2 separate regions of the Rattus norvegicus genome follow, and region 2 is linked to region 1. A link is a contact called in public Hi-C data. All regions are on one chromosome and are shown on one strand. The core of a region is the stretch at or near the end of the contact, and the rest is flanking DNA. Distances in the headings are between cores, read along the strand shown. Region 1 holds the start of Rps23 (ribosomal protein S23). Region 2 overlaps LOC134485571 (a long non-coding RNA gene).

The links. Hi-C and Micro-C count contacts between places; a contact is called where the count stands out from the background.
Region 2: a contact with region 1 is called in a Hi-C map of psoas muscle, with 2.0 times the contacts expected there. The contact joins the enhancer-like site here to the promoter of Rps23 in region 1. A contact is called at or near these places in 2 of 12 Hi-C or Micro-C datasets (Schwann cells and psoas muscle).

The regions. Positions count from the first base shown.
Region 1 is chr2:23,810,902-23,818,646 of GRCr8, reverse strand. Rps23 (ribosomal protein S23) reads right to left here and starts at 4,130. Exons shown (of 4, transcript NM_078617.3): 1 at 4,088-4,130; 2 at 3,525-3,684; 3 at 2,857-2,977; 4 at 2,560-2,745. The coding sequence starts at 4,091. The coding sequence ends at 2,599. It also overlaps a transcript of Atp6ap1l not described here.
Region 2 is chr2:24,292,182-24,300,012 of GRCr8, reverse strand. It overlaps LOC134485571 (a long non-coding RNA gene), which reads left to right. Exons shown (of 4, transcript XR_010063697.1): 2 at 1-7,831. It overlaps LOC134485570 (a long non-coding RNA gene), which reads right to left. Exons shown (of 4, transcript XR_010063696.1): 4 at 7,452-7,831. Among named protein-coding and RNA genes, the nearest start is that of Ssbp2, 90 kb to the left of the region's middle. Within about 2 kb of position 2,607, at least 62 of the 93 cell types and tissues checked have an H3K27ac peak or open chromatin away from gene starts, as enhancers often do. A contact at or near this core is called in Schwann cells, where this site is marked.

The DNA of each region.
Region 1 (7,745 bases), core at 2,881-5,380:
CTCATATAGGGATGTTCCTACACCTCTTAAAATTCATCTGTAGGACAAAACTAGATCAAGAATCCTGCCTGATGAGTGTACACACAGCATAGGAAAGAGAAAAAAGGCATGTAATAATGGGACCGTGTGTGTACACACAATACAATGTGTAAAATACAGAATGAATGGAAATGACTCTAGCTGATGTCAAGGTGACAAGGAACTAGCCAGCAAAGCCTATGGTCCAGATCACTGGTAAAGGACCTGCAGAGGGAGTAGGTAGTTCTTACTAGATATTACTAACAGTAGCACTCCATAGGCCGAGAATACTGAAACCACCACACATACAGTATAACCTTTTAAAAATGCCTTCTTGTATTTCTAGTTGCTACAGTACACCGATTTCATTATGTTATTTAAAAACCACACGAACATTTGTCTGTGTGAAGATCTGAGCACAATGAGTGGTCCCTGGAGAGGCCAGAAAAGTTTCAGATATCCTAGAGCTGCAGTTATGGTTGTGTTCTGCTGGACATGTGGAGAACCCAGGTCCAAGTGTGTGTGTAAACCACTAACTTGTTTCTCTAGTCCCAGCAATAGTTTTATGGCTAAATAGTATATCATTTTTTAATATACCACAAGCTAGCTGCCTCTCCTGTAGATTTATTTCTAGTCCTTGGCTGTCACAAAGTTACCATAAATATTTGTGCACAGGATTTAAATTATGGGCATATATTTTGTGTAACTACCTGGGAATTTAATGGCTTAGGTCTATGTGTACTGCATAACTTCATACAGAATTGCCAATCCCAACAGATAGATGGGGGATCCAGTTTAGTATTTTGCAAGTACCCTGCATAGATTATAATCTGCGTGATTTTAATAGGACTGCTTTACTTCTGAAGTTAGCAAGCAGATACAAAGCCTTTGAGTATATGACTTGAAAATACTTGTTGCCTTTTAATTTTAGATCTTCAAAAACACTAGTTTAAAAACTTGACCAAACCCAAAATTTAACAAAGTGTCTTGGTGTGCTGTACACATCTTTTATAAGACATCCTTGGAGGAACAACTAAGGACCTTACCTTAACACAGGTTAAAGATGCTTGTTTCTTGATTCACCTTGTCCCTGTTTAGAAACTAGAATTTCACCACTCATTTTTGTCATCAGTCTTAATACTGCAGCTATAAATTGCCTGAAAGTCAAGTCACCCGTAATATTTTTTAAATTACCCTAGTTCTTCCATACATTTTACAATGTTCTCCATTCTGAAAGAGGGGCAGAAACTGTCCCAAGTTGTTCATTCCTTTCTCAGACCATTTTTTTAAGAAGGCTTCATTATGATCCTTACTGACCTTCAAGCCCAGTCTTCCTTCCCTGATGAGATTAAAGGTGTGAGCCTCTGCCACAGCTTTCTTGCTCATTGGGAAAAGACATGGAGATGTAAATGTAAAGGATAGGGCTTTGTTTACCAACACCAATGGTCACAGAGGAATTTAAAATCAGTTCCACACACTGGATTGAGTTTGGTAGCCACTGTACTGAGGGGCTATGTAGCTGGTTTAAAAAGGGTTGGGGGAAACATGTAAGAGTTAAATACACAAGACGCTGTTGAGTCCAGGTTCAGCTGTACAAAGATGGAGAACAAGGTTCTCCCTGGCCCTGGGAGCCTGAGCTCCAACTCTCCTCCCATTGTCCTAATAGTAGCTATATACCCATGCCAGATGTCACAAGAAGCCTGTTCATAAATGCACTCCCTGGTAGGGTTGACCAGTGAAGTCTGAAACACCAGTTGACCAGTGGATGCCTCAGCTAAGGTTCCCACCTATGAAACATTGTATGGAATCTACAGGCAGACCTGCTCTACCCTAGTGCAGATATAATCATCTTTCATTTATAATCTCCCCTTGAGACAGAGAACACCGTGACCAGCAAGGTTTAAAAGGTAAAGGCGAGGCTTTGCAGAGATTGAAGAATGGTTTGAGCCAATTAAGTACAAATATAGTCAACCAGCAAGAGCAAAGTTGACATGGGTTGTTCTTTATCCATTTAATTTAAACTGGTCCTGCAGTTTCCAAGTACTTCACTGTTAAGGTAGGGTATGGACTCTCCCTTACTCAAGCCTTTTCCTGTGCTCTCAAGTTTACCTTGGCCCAAGCTCCTTAGCACTATCATCTAATGCACAGATGACGTGGGTTGCACCCCTTCCCATACACTCAAAACATTCTTCCTACCTCAGGCTCCCAAGGGCTGGGATTATAGTCCCACAAACAGGCAGTCTTTTCTAGGACTCTCTGGAACTTTCTGCATGCTAAGAATTCTCACTCACAAACACTGAAAATTATAGTACAGATGACAACATTAAACTTGAACTGCCAAGAAATAGAAATGCAGAGCACTTTTAGAGTCCTGTGCACAATGACACTGTTCACTTGTCACAGGGTTGTCTATGCTGTAACTGTGTGGAACAAGCCCCACTTACATTACAAAATATTTTAGCAACTGTCTCCTATACCTGGTAAAAGCCAGATATATTTGGCGTTTCAGGGCAGGAAGTAAGACACAAAGTATTTTTTCTGGATATGAAAATTTATTATTCTGTTTCCATTGTCAAAATTTTATGATCTTGGTCTTTCCTTCTTGCCTTTGTACAGAGCCAAAAGAGACACATTGGCTACTTTAACCACCTTAAAGCGGACTCCAGGAATATCACCCACGGCATGGCCTTTGCGACCAAATCCAGCAACCAGAACTTCATCATTTTCCTGAAATAAAATAAAGTCCATCATAGGCATTACTGGCAATTAAAAGAAATACCCACTTCCCAGAGTAAATAATTTAAAGACCCCCCCCAGCACAATCATAAGACAAGTCACCTCAATGAAGTTCAAGCAACCGTCATTGGGCACGAACGCTGTGATCTTCTTGCCGTTCTTAATGAGCTGCACCCTGACACACTTCCGGATGGCAGAATTTGGCTGTTTGGCTTCAACCCCTCTGCAACATCAATGGCACGTGAGTTAATAAGGTTTTAAAAAACGATTACTAATAAAGCAGAAGCAGTTCCTACTCAATCCAATCTCAAATCCTGCAGATGCCACCATTTCAAAGAAGTTTCCCCAGACAAAACAGAACTAGTAAGCTAGAGTTGTAAAAATTAGTGTTGCTAAATTTGTGAACACTACACAAAAAACATCACCATTTTAGAAAGTCAATGCATCCTTAACATGCTAGAAAAGTAATTTTCTCAACTCCAAAAAGGTCCTAAGAACTGTACCAGCTGGTTATGGTACAGTTCCCACACTGTTCAATATATGCATTAGTATGTATTATTACCTGTTACCTTTCACGCCTTCCAGACTACAGTTGAAATTAAAAACTTTACTAACCCCCAGCAGTAGTCCTAACATAAGCAAGGATACTTGCCATTCTCTCTCCTAATAAAACCCAGAACAACGCAGGCTCACGATCATTTGCAACTTTTTAAGAATCAGTTCGTTCTCAATTACGGTAAACTAACGCTTTTAGGGAGCCTTTCACTTACACTTTTTCCAGCACAATTCCCTTTGCGTGAGAGGCACCCCCAAACGGATTGGCCTTCAGGGCTGTGCCCAAGTGGGCTTTCTTGTACTGTTTATCATGCCACTTCTGGTCCCGTCGGTGACTGCGGAGCTTCCGGGCAGTACGGAGACCACGACACTTACCTGAAAAAGGAACACCGAACCCTCTGTAAACCCTTCGAACTCGCGCTTCCACACACGATCCTCGGCAGGAGGTACTTTTACGTCCGAGTCCTGCGTCTCCTCTTAGCCCGTGGATCAATTACCCTCGAAATTCCCTAACTAATTCAGAGATGCACACAAAACCTGGGTAGGGATTTTTCAGTTTATTTACATTTCTAGTGCAATGGGTCTGGAGCAGGGGCCCGGCAAGGCAGCCCGTAGGCCGCAGGAACTCATCCGCACGGCCACGTGCCCGCGAGCCGGCGCCCCTTCACCCGGCCTCCGCCCGGATACAACCTGCTCCCCGCTGTATCGACCCACGACAGCCCGTACTACGAGCTCTAGGTCCCTCCAGCAGCCCCTCAATCCAGCCCACACAGCTCACCCATCTTGCCGGCGCCACGGGCCCGAGAGAAAGAGAGAAGAGAGGCAGGAAGGACCCACAAGGCATTGCGGGAAGCCCCGCCCCAGCCAAGGGCCCCGTGCGGCCGTCCGAGCGGCGCCTGTACCGCTGTGTGTAGGTGAGTGGAGGGATGATCTTTGGAAACGACTCAGTGCCTCCGCTTTTCTGAGACACAGTCTGAGTTTTATTTAATATTCATTAAATTCAAAGCGATCTCATTTACGCTGTTTTTTTTTTTCAGGCAAATGACAAGGATAGAGGTATACGGACTACCAATCCCAGAAATCTTTGCGCTAATTACTCATTGCGCAGGCGTCCCATGCAAACCGCTCAGGTGCAGGACTGGGCGGTGTTAATTCGGAGAGGGCGGAGCGAGGTGGGGCTTGGCAGAAAGGGCGGTACCCAGTTTCACTGAGAGGTGGGAAGTTGAAGTGTATTTAGGAAATGAGGTTTCTGCTTACAGGTTCACATGCTTCACAGTAAATTATAAATTTTAATGAGGCAATGATTCAGTGATGAAAAATCTAGCCAGACTTGAGCTTTTAAACAGTGAGCTGGCATTTGTTGATTGTGAATCCTTGCTTAATTGTAGTACCTTTACAACACGAGTGTTTCCTGTAAATGACGTAAATACAACGTTTTTCTGGAATGTTGAGCCACTTAACGAAAATTTTAATGGCTTTGCACTGGAGATTTGGCAGTTAAGAGAATGAAAATTTCTGCTCGTTAAGTTTATATTCTAGGTAAAGGGCCAGAGTACATAAATATAAAGAATATCTTTATATACTGACAGATGTTATAGAAAAGTACAGTTTTGTATGCAGGGGTACATTTAAGAAGGTATCGCTGGTGCTGGAGAGATGGGTCAGTGGTTAAGAGCACTGACTGCTCTTCCAGAGGTCCTGAGTTCAATTCCCAGCAACCACATGGTGTTCATATTATTATATAATGTATATTTATATTAATGCACACATATGTAAGTATATAATATATTTAAGTATATATTATAAATATATAATTATATATAATATATAATTTCATAATATAATATCTATTTAGTTGATCAAGAACTTCAAAAAATAATTTAAAAAATGACTTCTCTGATTAAAATGGATCACCATCTTCCACTAAAATTAAACCCCAGCTATCTTTTTTTTTCAATTAATCACTATTCGTTTACATTTCAAATAATATACCCCTTCCCGGTGACCCCTCCACAAACACCCCATCTAATTCCTCCCTCTCCCTTTGCCTCTATGAGGGTGCTCCTCCACCCACTTTCCTACCCCTGCCTCCCCGTCCTAGCTATCTATGCTGGGGCATAAAGCTTCCATAGGACCAGGGGCCTCCCCTCCCACTGATGTTGGACAAATGTATCTAGAGCCATGGCTCTCTCAATGTGTACTCTTCCTCTTCCGTTGGTGATTTAGTCTCTGGCGATTTGGGGGGTCTGGTTGACATTATCGTTCTTCCTATTGGGTTGTAATTCCCTTCAGCTCCTTTAGTCCTTCCTCTACTTCTTCCGTTGGTATCCCCAGGATCAGTTTGATGGTTGGCTGTGAGAATGTGCATCTGTACTGGTCAGGTGCTAGCAGAGCCTCTCAGGAAACAGCCATATTAGGCTCCTGTCAGCAAGTGCTTCTTGGCATCAGCAATAGTGTCAGAAACCCCAGCTGTCTTAAGGGCTTAAACATCTACAACAAAATCCATAAGAAAACAGATATTGATATTTATTTGAACTTGGGAAGAAAAGTACTTTTGTAAAGAGAAATAATTCGATCACTTAAAATGAAGAACCTCCATCAGAAAGAGCTGGGATGTAGCGGTAGTAGAACACTTCTCTAGCATGCACAGGGTTCAACTCCCAGCACTGAAACAGAAATCCGAAAATAAAAAGACTGACTCTGAACTGAGGCTTACTGTTTAGTCGAACAACTGATACTTAAATAGGTTGATACTTAAATAAAAAAAAAACTTTATTCATACATAAAGAGGAAATAAACCAGCAATAGAAATAAATAACATATCCCAGAAACAGAAGTAGTGTATTCCATAACCTCTTGAAGAGCCATGCATCATTCTGACTGTGGCTTTAAGTACCATGCTGGCCTCGAACGGCATTAGGAAGCATCTCCTTATTACATCTTTAAGGGTCCAGGTAAAACTTGGACGGCTTGTTAGTATTGTAAGAACTATTTCATCTGTACTCATGTGAACGTGTGTTTCTGGGTGTATGTACACATGCCTGCAGGATTCTGTAGAGGCCAGGCAAGGGTGCCAGCTTCCCTGGAGCTGGTTACAGGTGGGTGGACACTGAGCCCCTCCACTGCTGTGTGGACGCTGGGAACTCAACTCCAGTCCTGTGAAAGAGTAGAAAGTGCTCTTAACTATGGAGCCACCGCTGTAGCCTTGATTTGTTTCTTAAAAGTTTAGTAAATCATCCTGTAAAGTCACCTAGGCTGCCATTTTCCTTGTAGCAAGATGAAGTACAATGCCAATCTCTCTATTGCTATAAAACTACGCACAGACTTAACTTGGATTTTCTATATGAGTCATTTTTCTAGGAATTTACTATGCCCACCCTCAATTTATCTGAATCCTTAAAATATTTTTTTTTATAGTTATAGGTTTTGATTGGAGAAATCTGCCCATTGTTACATTTTGCACTTGTGGGATGATGTCACAGGTGAGGCAGGTACAGGATAGAAGGAGGCCTGTCATTGGATGAGAAGGAAGGATGGGCGGGAGAAAAGTTTGAAGGAAGAGGAGGAGACTGGAAAGGAAAAGAAGGGGGTTGGGGATTTAGCTCAGTGGTAGAGCGCTTGCCTAGCAAGCGCAAGGCCCTGGGTTCGGTCCCCAGCTCCGAAAAAAAGAAAAAAAGAAAAAAAAGGAAAAGAAGAGGAGACAGGAGGGAGAGGAAGGGCAATATGGCGGGTGACGTTAAGATTCCACGATGTACCTTTACAGGTTGTTACAGGGATGGATGTGTATTGGGCTTTGTATGTTTAGGTGGGCAATTCTATCTTATCAATTGGGTCAAAGGTTATTGTGTTTTGTGTTCTTTCCTGTGTAGATATAAGTGTAATGGAGTGTGGGGCTGCTGGTCTGGGCCGCCACGGAGTTGGGATGTGTGTTTCTGGCATGGAAACCTGCCTTGGGAACTAGATAGGTAGAGAGATTGCTGCCAGGCTCAGAGAGAGACTTTCGGCAGTGTGATATGGGATGGAGCAAAGTGTGTGAGAGGCTTTGCAGACTGAGAATTAAGGTATCTAGCAGATATCTTGGGGCACCGCAGTGCCAGACCTAGTGGGGATAAAAGACAACATTTTATTTCTTATGTTTTTACAACATGCACTCACATATGTAAGTTTATATATTTGTGTGTGTATACATAAATATTGTAATACATCTAATTATGCATTAATTTCTTTAGTAAATATAATATTAGCAGTTTGGTTGTTTGATTATGCTGTGCTTTCGGTAGTGGGCTTGATTACTGCATTGTTCTTTTGCTTTTTTTCCCCTTCGAATTTTTAAATTCTTTTAGACCACAAATAAAGCGTGATTTGATGTTCAGTGTGAGTTCTAAGGCAAGGATTCCCATTGCTGTGTGGAAGCAAGGCAATAAAAGAGTTAAAGG
Region 2 (7,831 bases), core at 1,358-3,857, 480 kb before region 1:
ATTCATCCTAATTTGTCTAAACGGATTGGAAGCTGCCCATAAAATTTTCCAATGACAGTGACAACTGGACGTCAATCAAAGGACCCCACCCGTTTCAACCTTGCTTGTGTGAAGCTAATGCTTGTGTATATTTTTTCAGTAACAGAGACGAGGCTATTGTGGTTTTTTTTTTTTTTAATCTTGTTTCATTTTTGTTTGTTTATTTATTTATTTTTTTCCCCTAGCTTGCTAAGACAAGTTTCCCAGGCAGATCACTGGTTAGCATTAGGCTAGATTTTTTTTTTTTATCAGTGAACACCAGATAGACAAAGGGAAAGAAATACCACGTGAATTTAAATGATTGAAAATCCATTCTTGTAAGATCATTTTTGAGACTCTAAATTCAAAATCCTACAGTTTTACTTCAAATGAGTTTGTAATGAGAAAAGTAGAATCATTTTCAGTAAGCTAGCAAATTTAGGTCAAAATGAAAGGTGTTGGGAGCAGGGTGGGATATGAGGGAGGGAGGGAGGGAGGGAGGGGCTGGAAGGAAGGGAGAGAGAGTCCTGCTTCTGTTTGGGACTTATTGAATCCATATCTCTGTATTTTGGACACTGATTCACCCTGCTCTGTGTGCTGGACTCTACTGTGTGATTCCTGTTTGTTCTTTCCCATAAGCAGGTCAGTCCTTAAGTGCTACCTACTAGGTGAAGGTGCTTGTTTGAGACTTGATGCCAGTTTTAATCTGTGATTATTCCGGTTGCTCTTGAAGTCTATCCTGTAACATGCTTTTATATGTCCAGGGCTTGCTGCTGCAGTTAAAAAAAACAAAACACCAAAACAATCAATCAAACAAACAAACAAACAAAAGCAAAAGAAAACAAACAAACAAAAGCCCCAAACCTGTGTTGATACTAAAGAGAGCAGCAAACCCTTGATAATAATTATAGTTTGATGTCTTAGCACCACATGGAGTAGCCATTTCCCCCCTAAAGTTGTCGTGAACTTTCCTTGCCCGAAAGTTTACCGCTTGGACTTCTTTCATCTGGAACTGTCTGGAATGAAGCTAGCCTTTGTACTGGGGACGAGCGGCCGTAGTTTCTCTTCCCCTTACCCGGTGGCAGGATGTTTAATTTCACTCCTGTGACCTAAAGAATGTGTACTGACGTTTGGAAAGTGGAATGTGGGAAGTGTCTCTGGTCAGAGCAAAAGTGGGGATTGGGCCCATGATGCTCCGCAGGACTCTTTGCGCAGGACTTGTCACTGCGATAACTGTGAGGCACGCTACTCTGTCAGGCGGGTGGGCGGGCGTGCAGAAGTCAGTGCTTTTCAGGGTTTGCACCGTCCCCTCCCTGTGGTCACCCTCAGGTTCATTGTGGCAATTATTTCTGAGCACTGGATGTGTTTTGGGGTCCTGTAGTACTTTCTTTCCAAATTTGCTGAATATATGGTAAAATGAGATTTCTTTTTTTTTTTTTCCTAATTGTCTTTTCTGCAAGCTAGACCTGTTTTCTAAAACCCAGACTGGGCATTCTGCTCTGTTCACAGCTAGAAACAAAGGGTCCCAAATTAGGGTTCAGATCTGGCTCTCTTGGTTATGATTTTGGGGGAAAGTAATATTTTTTCCCATGTAGATATAAGCCAACTGCCTCTTTTAGGAATAAGAAAAAAATAGCATTGTTAATAGACAATGCTAACTCAGTTCAAGGTTGCCTCAGGGAATTAGATACGGGGAGGCTTAGGCCGATCTGACTTCATTTCTGAGGTCTACAGCTTATGCGATGGCCACCCTCCTAGGGGCTACATAGTGTGTTTACTTCCTGTTCGTTTCCTGAGTTCTTCCAACTCCAGTGAGAATAGATCTCGAAAGTCTCTGTGCTCAGAGGCCTCGTAAATCTTCTTCTGGTCCCTGGCTCCCTCTCATGACCATGTACTTGTCTCTTCTCTCTGTCATTATTAGAGCATCCACCTGTCCCACCCCAGAGTTTGTCCCCTCAGACCTCCTCTGGAGCTCCAGTACACAGCTGTGGAGTGCCAGATACCACCCTAGGGACGCAGGATGACAGGTTTGGTGGCCACTCGCATGATCGTTAAGGCCCAGGTTAGCCTTTATTTCCCTAATATCTCATCTTAGAAAGGTTATTTTTATCAGAGGATCCCAAAGGCGGAGATTTTCTAGAATAGGCATGTAAACTGAGGCCACACCCCAGCTGTGGCTCCTGGAGAATCCACTACTCAGGGCCCCAAAGCCCTCTCAAACATTTTATGAACACTAGAGGGCTCACAATGAATCCCCCAGTGCTTTTAAAAGTCCCAGAACCCCAATTAGCCAGTGCTTGTAACTACATCAGGCCCACTTCTATTGGAAGGGCAAGAAGAAGCTTTGGGGTAGGCTAAAAATGACAAGGATGGATGTCTTCCATCCTACCACTCCAAGGAGAGGACTATAGGACAAGCAGCTGAAAGGACACACATCCAGGCCAGACTCTTGACGACTCCTGGGCAGTAGGCCAAGTACTGGGCCAAGCACTGGGCATGGCTCCAGAGGCTGGGCCCCTGCCCAGGGCACTCACTGGTTCAGAGCCGGCAGAAAAGAGCAGTCTTGGCAGCAGGAAAGTGAGTTGAACAGATTGGGAAAGAGCAAAACCAGGCAGGCCAGGATGCTGTGTCACTAGGTCTGATCGGCCTACCAGCCGTGGGGATGGAGCCTCAGGTCTCCTACAGCTATGGGAGGTGGGTGCTGGCAGTAGGGTCCAGTCCAGGGAATGGAAAGACCAGTGGCCCCAGCCTCAGGGAAGCAGGAGAAGGACAAAGCATCACTGTGCTGCAGAGAAAACTTTGGTGAGGTACCCTTCTGTGAAGTAGGATGTCTCAGACTAGCTTAGTGTATCAGCTCCATGTACCCCCGAGAGCGAGTGGATCTAAAGGCCAGGGTTCCCCAGTGTCCCTCTGCTTTATAATGTCAAAAATCTTGGGACACCCAACTGAGAGGCTTCTTTGAGAGAGGAATGAAAATCTTTTGATCCTATTAGTTCATTTCTCCTTTTCAGTTCTTACACTAATTTTATAAGGGAACAGACAAGGATAGACACACACGCACAGATACACACACACACACACACACACACACACACACACACACACAGATCCACACATAGACACCCACATACAGAATACACAGGCACATATACACACACAGATACACACAGATGTATACACATGAGCACACACCCACAGACACAGATACACACATAGACACACACGTACAGATATATACACGCAGGCACACGCAGAGACACACCCACACCCACATACAGACATATACACATAGACACACACACACACACACACACACACACACACACACACACACACATACCACCTCCAGGCACAGAAAGGCCTCAGGACAGCAGCAAGATAACCAAGAAAGGTTGGGGAGTCACCTCCCCCACCCCACGCACTATAACACATCCCTGGTATCGCTATGAGCCACTGTGTCTCTTCTGTAAGGATGAAAAGAAGGAAGGCCATTCTTCCTCACTCCTAAACCTAAAGGAAGATAAAACAGGCAGTTTCAGAAATTCTTGGACCTGGAGGAATGAATATAAGCAGCTACCAGACAGTCATGGTGGCACAAGTCTGTCAATTCAGAATTACGAAGCCAAGATAGGAGATAAGACCAGTTTGGGTACGTGGTGAGACCCTGTATTACCAAGCAAGCCAAGTCAGATCTAAAATCGGATCCTGACTGTGGTAGAGAGGACTCCGTTCAGGGGTTTGTTTTAAGAGATCTCACAAGAGCTTTTTATATGTGCTGGATTTTGAGAGCTACAGACACATGGTTTAAGAAAAATATCTTCTTCCTTTTTCTTAACTCATGAAGAAAAGAGCCTTCCCTTTCTTCTGCTATTTTTGGAAGCTTTATAGTCCCTTTGTGAGATGTCTTTCTTTCTGTTTACCTTCAGATAAGATGGATTTCATGTTGGTGTAGCTGGCAGGAGAGGGTTACAGACATGTCTTAGTTTGTCCACTAACGAAAGATTACAAAATTCAACTTTCTAAGTGCTTAAAATGTGGTAACTCCATTTTACAGATAGAAAAATGGGCCAAGAGAAGTGAGACCTCATGCCAAGTCAGGCCGAGGGGGGAAAATTCGATTTCAAAGCGGGACATGATGCCCCAAGCAGTGTGTGCTGATCAAGTCGCTTAATCTCTACTTAGTTGGGTGGCATCATTGATCTAATTCGTAGATTGTATTAGGAAGCCATTCCGTGGTTTCTACATAGTGTTCTTGCTTGAGACCTCGGTGAACAGGTGAAATCACAAGTCAGGCTCTATTGCTGGGTTTGTCTAGCGTTGGAATGGATGATATTTGAAAATCATTTCTAAACACTCGAACCAGCCGATAAACTATCTCTAAACGAATGCACATGAAAATCCAAAGACGATTTCTTAAAAGAAAGGCAATAACCAGCTGCAATACTACACGGCCTCTCTAGAGCTTTGAAGCTGGTTTTAAGAAATTGATCTGGTTCCACCCTTGCTTTATGAAGGCCATAAAGCCTGTCTACTCTTCCTGGCTCATCTCCCTAGACAGGATTTCCAACGCACTCTAGCACAGCTTTGCTTCCGCTGTTCCCAAGCTGACAACACACCTTTTGGTTGGGAGTGCTGCAGTTCAGTGCTCAAAGCCACGCTGCCGACGGTGCCTTCTGTGGGAAGCCCCCTCATCCCACTTCCCCAGGGAAACTTACTCTCCTCTGGGCTCCCACAAAACTCTTACTCTGGGTTCGAGCGCTGCTACAAGACAAGAGGCTGCAATGGTTTGTCTCAGGAGCACTTCCAGGCCAAACACTGTGATTTACTTATCTTTATGTATGTCACGAACCAGCAAAGTCTACAGCGTATTTTAAGTGCTGTATAACACTTGTTAAATGAATGAAAAGGTTAAGTGGTGTGGGCTATTTATTTATTTAATTTTTTATTAAAGTGAGGTGGGCTGTTCAAGGGGATCTCACCGGTTTTCAGTCAGCCAACCTAGAATTCTTGGTCGGTCACTGTGATGAAAGACATGATCTTGAAGAACTGGACGTGCGTGCTCTTGTGCGCATAAACTTCCTACTTTCACTGAAGTAGGATAAACACTGCTGAAGAACATGATCTGATGAAATTACTCGGTGGGTAAAAGTACTTCCGGTGCAAGCCTGGAGTCCGGGTTTAATCCTCAGGGAGGAGGGATAACCAGAAGGTTGTCTTCTGGCTTCCGCATCGTCCACGTGTGCACCCACTCACACAAATAATATTTTTTCTTTCACAGAACACACCTTGGGATAGGTTAGGAAAAAAACAACTAAAATCCCGACAAAGAGCAGTTACCGAATCGGCGTGGCTGCGAGCAGAGCTCAGTTTGGTTTACTGGCTGAGCTGGGTTCCGGCTGAAAGACTTGAAGAACAACAGCACTCGCTGTTCATTCAGTGCTTTTCTGTGCTTAGAAACTGTGCTGTCTTTCCCCTCCATTTCTCCAAAGATTAGGGAAACCCTGCTCCCCATAGCCATCCTATACTAATAACACAGAGAAGCAGAGTGAGCAAAATGAGGGAGGTCCTAGCTGCACTTCTCCTAAGACCAGAACCTTTATCATGAAAAATGACACCCATAGTTCCACATGGTCACCTGTGCTCGAAGGAGTGGAAGCGCCGGGCTCTGCAGGCCCTGAACAGTCTTTCCTTCCAGCTTTATCCAGAACAACGCATGCTGCATTTCTCCCCTCTGACCATAAAGCCATCTGTGATTGGCTGCTCCCTACAGACCCTTCTCCGTGCTCTTCTCCCTGCCCACTAGGCTTCCTCTGTCCGTTTATTATGTTAACTAAGCTCAGTCTTCCCACAGTAGGAGTAATTTCCTTAACTTCTCTGGTCTAGTCTTTTCACTCCTTCCCTTCCCCTCTCTCTCCTCAACTCCTTCTCTCTCACCCCATTGTTTTGTTTTGTTTATTCTTTGAGTCAGGGTCTCACACTTTGTCTCAGAGTGGTCTTGAACTTGTGACCCTCTGCCTCAGCCTCCCAGATGCGAGGGTTACCAGCAAGCATGGACACCCACAGCAAGCACCAGGCACCTTGTCATCATCTTAGCTCTTGCATAAGGAGCAGAGTTTCAGTCCCCAAAACCCATATAAAAGTCTGGGCATGATGGTGCCTACTTAGAATCCCGGTGCTGAGGAAGCAGAGATGGGAGGATGTCTGTAGCTTATTGTCCAGTCAGCCTAGCTGAGTTGTAAGTCTCTGGTCCAACTGAGAGTCCTTGTCTTTAAAAAAAAAAAAAGGTTTCTGCAAAACAGTTCCAAAGTTTGAGGGCTCTCCTTGAAGGTTTATTTATATTTATTAAATCATATTCTCCAATTTACGTTCTCCTATTTATGTAAACTCCGAGAGCAGAGACTTTGCCCATTTTTTAAAAAGACATTATATATGAGTACACTGTAGCTGCGCCTTCAGACACACCAGAAGAGGGCATCAGATCTCATTACAGATGGTTGAGAGCCATCATGTAGCTTCTGGGATTTGAACTCAGGACCTTTGGAAGAGCAGTCAGTGCTCTTAACCACTGAGCCATCGCTCCTGCCCATGGCTGAGTTTGCCCATTTTTGCAACAATGTATCTCAAGTTTCTAGCATAGTGCTGAAAAGGGAGTGTGCCTTGATAGAATGAGGTCGGGCACAGAAGCAGGCTTGCATACACATAAGACTAAATCCAAAGTATGTGTTCGGAAGAAATTCTTTCCCCAAATATACTGAGGTTGGAGAACCATTAAATAGACGGCAGCAGGTATTTTGGTTGTGCATTCTTTCTTTGACTCTCTCTCTCATGTGCCAGGTTCCCAGATCAATCTTAAGGATACACTATGAATGACACATTGAGGCTTGCTCTCAGGCTTCCATTAAGACTTCCCTTTATGGGGTTGGGGATTTAGCTCAGTGGTAGAGCGCTTGCTTAGCAACCACAAGGCCCTGGGTTTGGTCCCCAGCTCTGAAAAAAAAAAAAAGACTTCCCTTTATTATGTACAAGCCAATGGTAGCTATCTCCATACAATAATAATGTAAACATAGCGAGTATATAGTGGACCAAGCTATGTTATACTACATGTTATATATTCTTTAATATTGGTGTCACACACTTACCAGTTCCATTGATTTTTCACACGACCACCAACTGATGGCATTTTATCACCTCTAGTTTTAAAGCTGAAGAAAGGAACCCTCGGAGGCATTAAATTTCTTATTAAAGATTATTCACTTGGAATGCAACCAGAGACCTTGGTCTGGATGACACTGGTGTTATCTTTTTGGGTATTAGAGATAGGCATGAGAATTAGGCAGAAATAAATCTGAAATTCTTCCAGTGTCCCAGTCTCCAGCCACAACCTCCCACCTTTCTGGGAATAAAAAGAAACCGAGGGACTTACACTTTCAGTATTTTTCCTCACAGGGGGTGGGAGGTGACATGGTTCCCACTCTCCTGGATTTTTATTCCTATAAGTCTTTATATGTGTGGGAGGATGGTTTGTTTCAATAACTCTGACATGTTAGTGTGTCCTTCTAGATTGGGTTCCGGTGGGAATATACTACTTCCTGGCAGAAATCCACGGCCAGAATCCCCCTGCTCCACCCTCCAGAAAGTCACGTCTTGTCTTTAGTGGATTAGGTTTCGAAGTTTCTTCAGGCAGAGAGGTTTCTGTGGCTCAGCCCCCGCGGAGGACCGAGGTGCGTGCGCTGGCAGAGAACTGCGCAGGCTTCCACAGTATCCTTGATCCCTGGCAATAGTGGGGAGGAGGAGTCGTTTTCCTTTTCTGGCC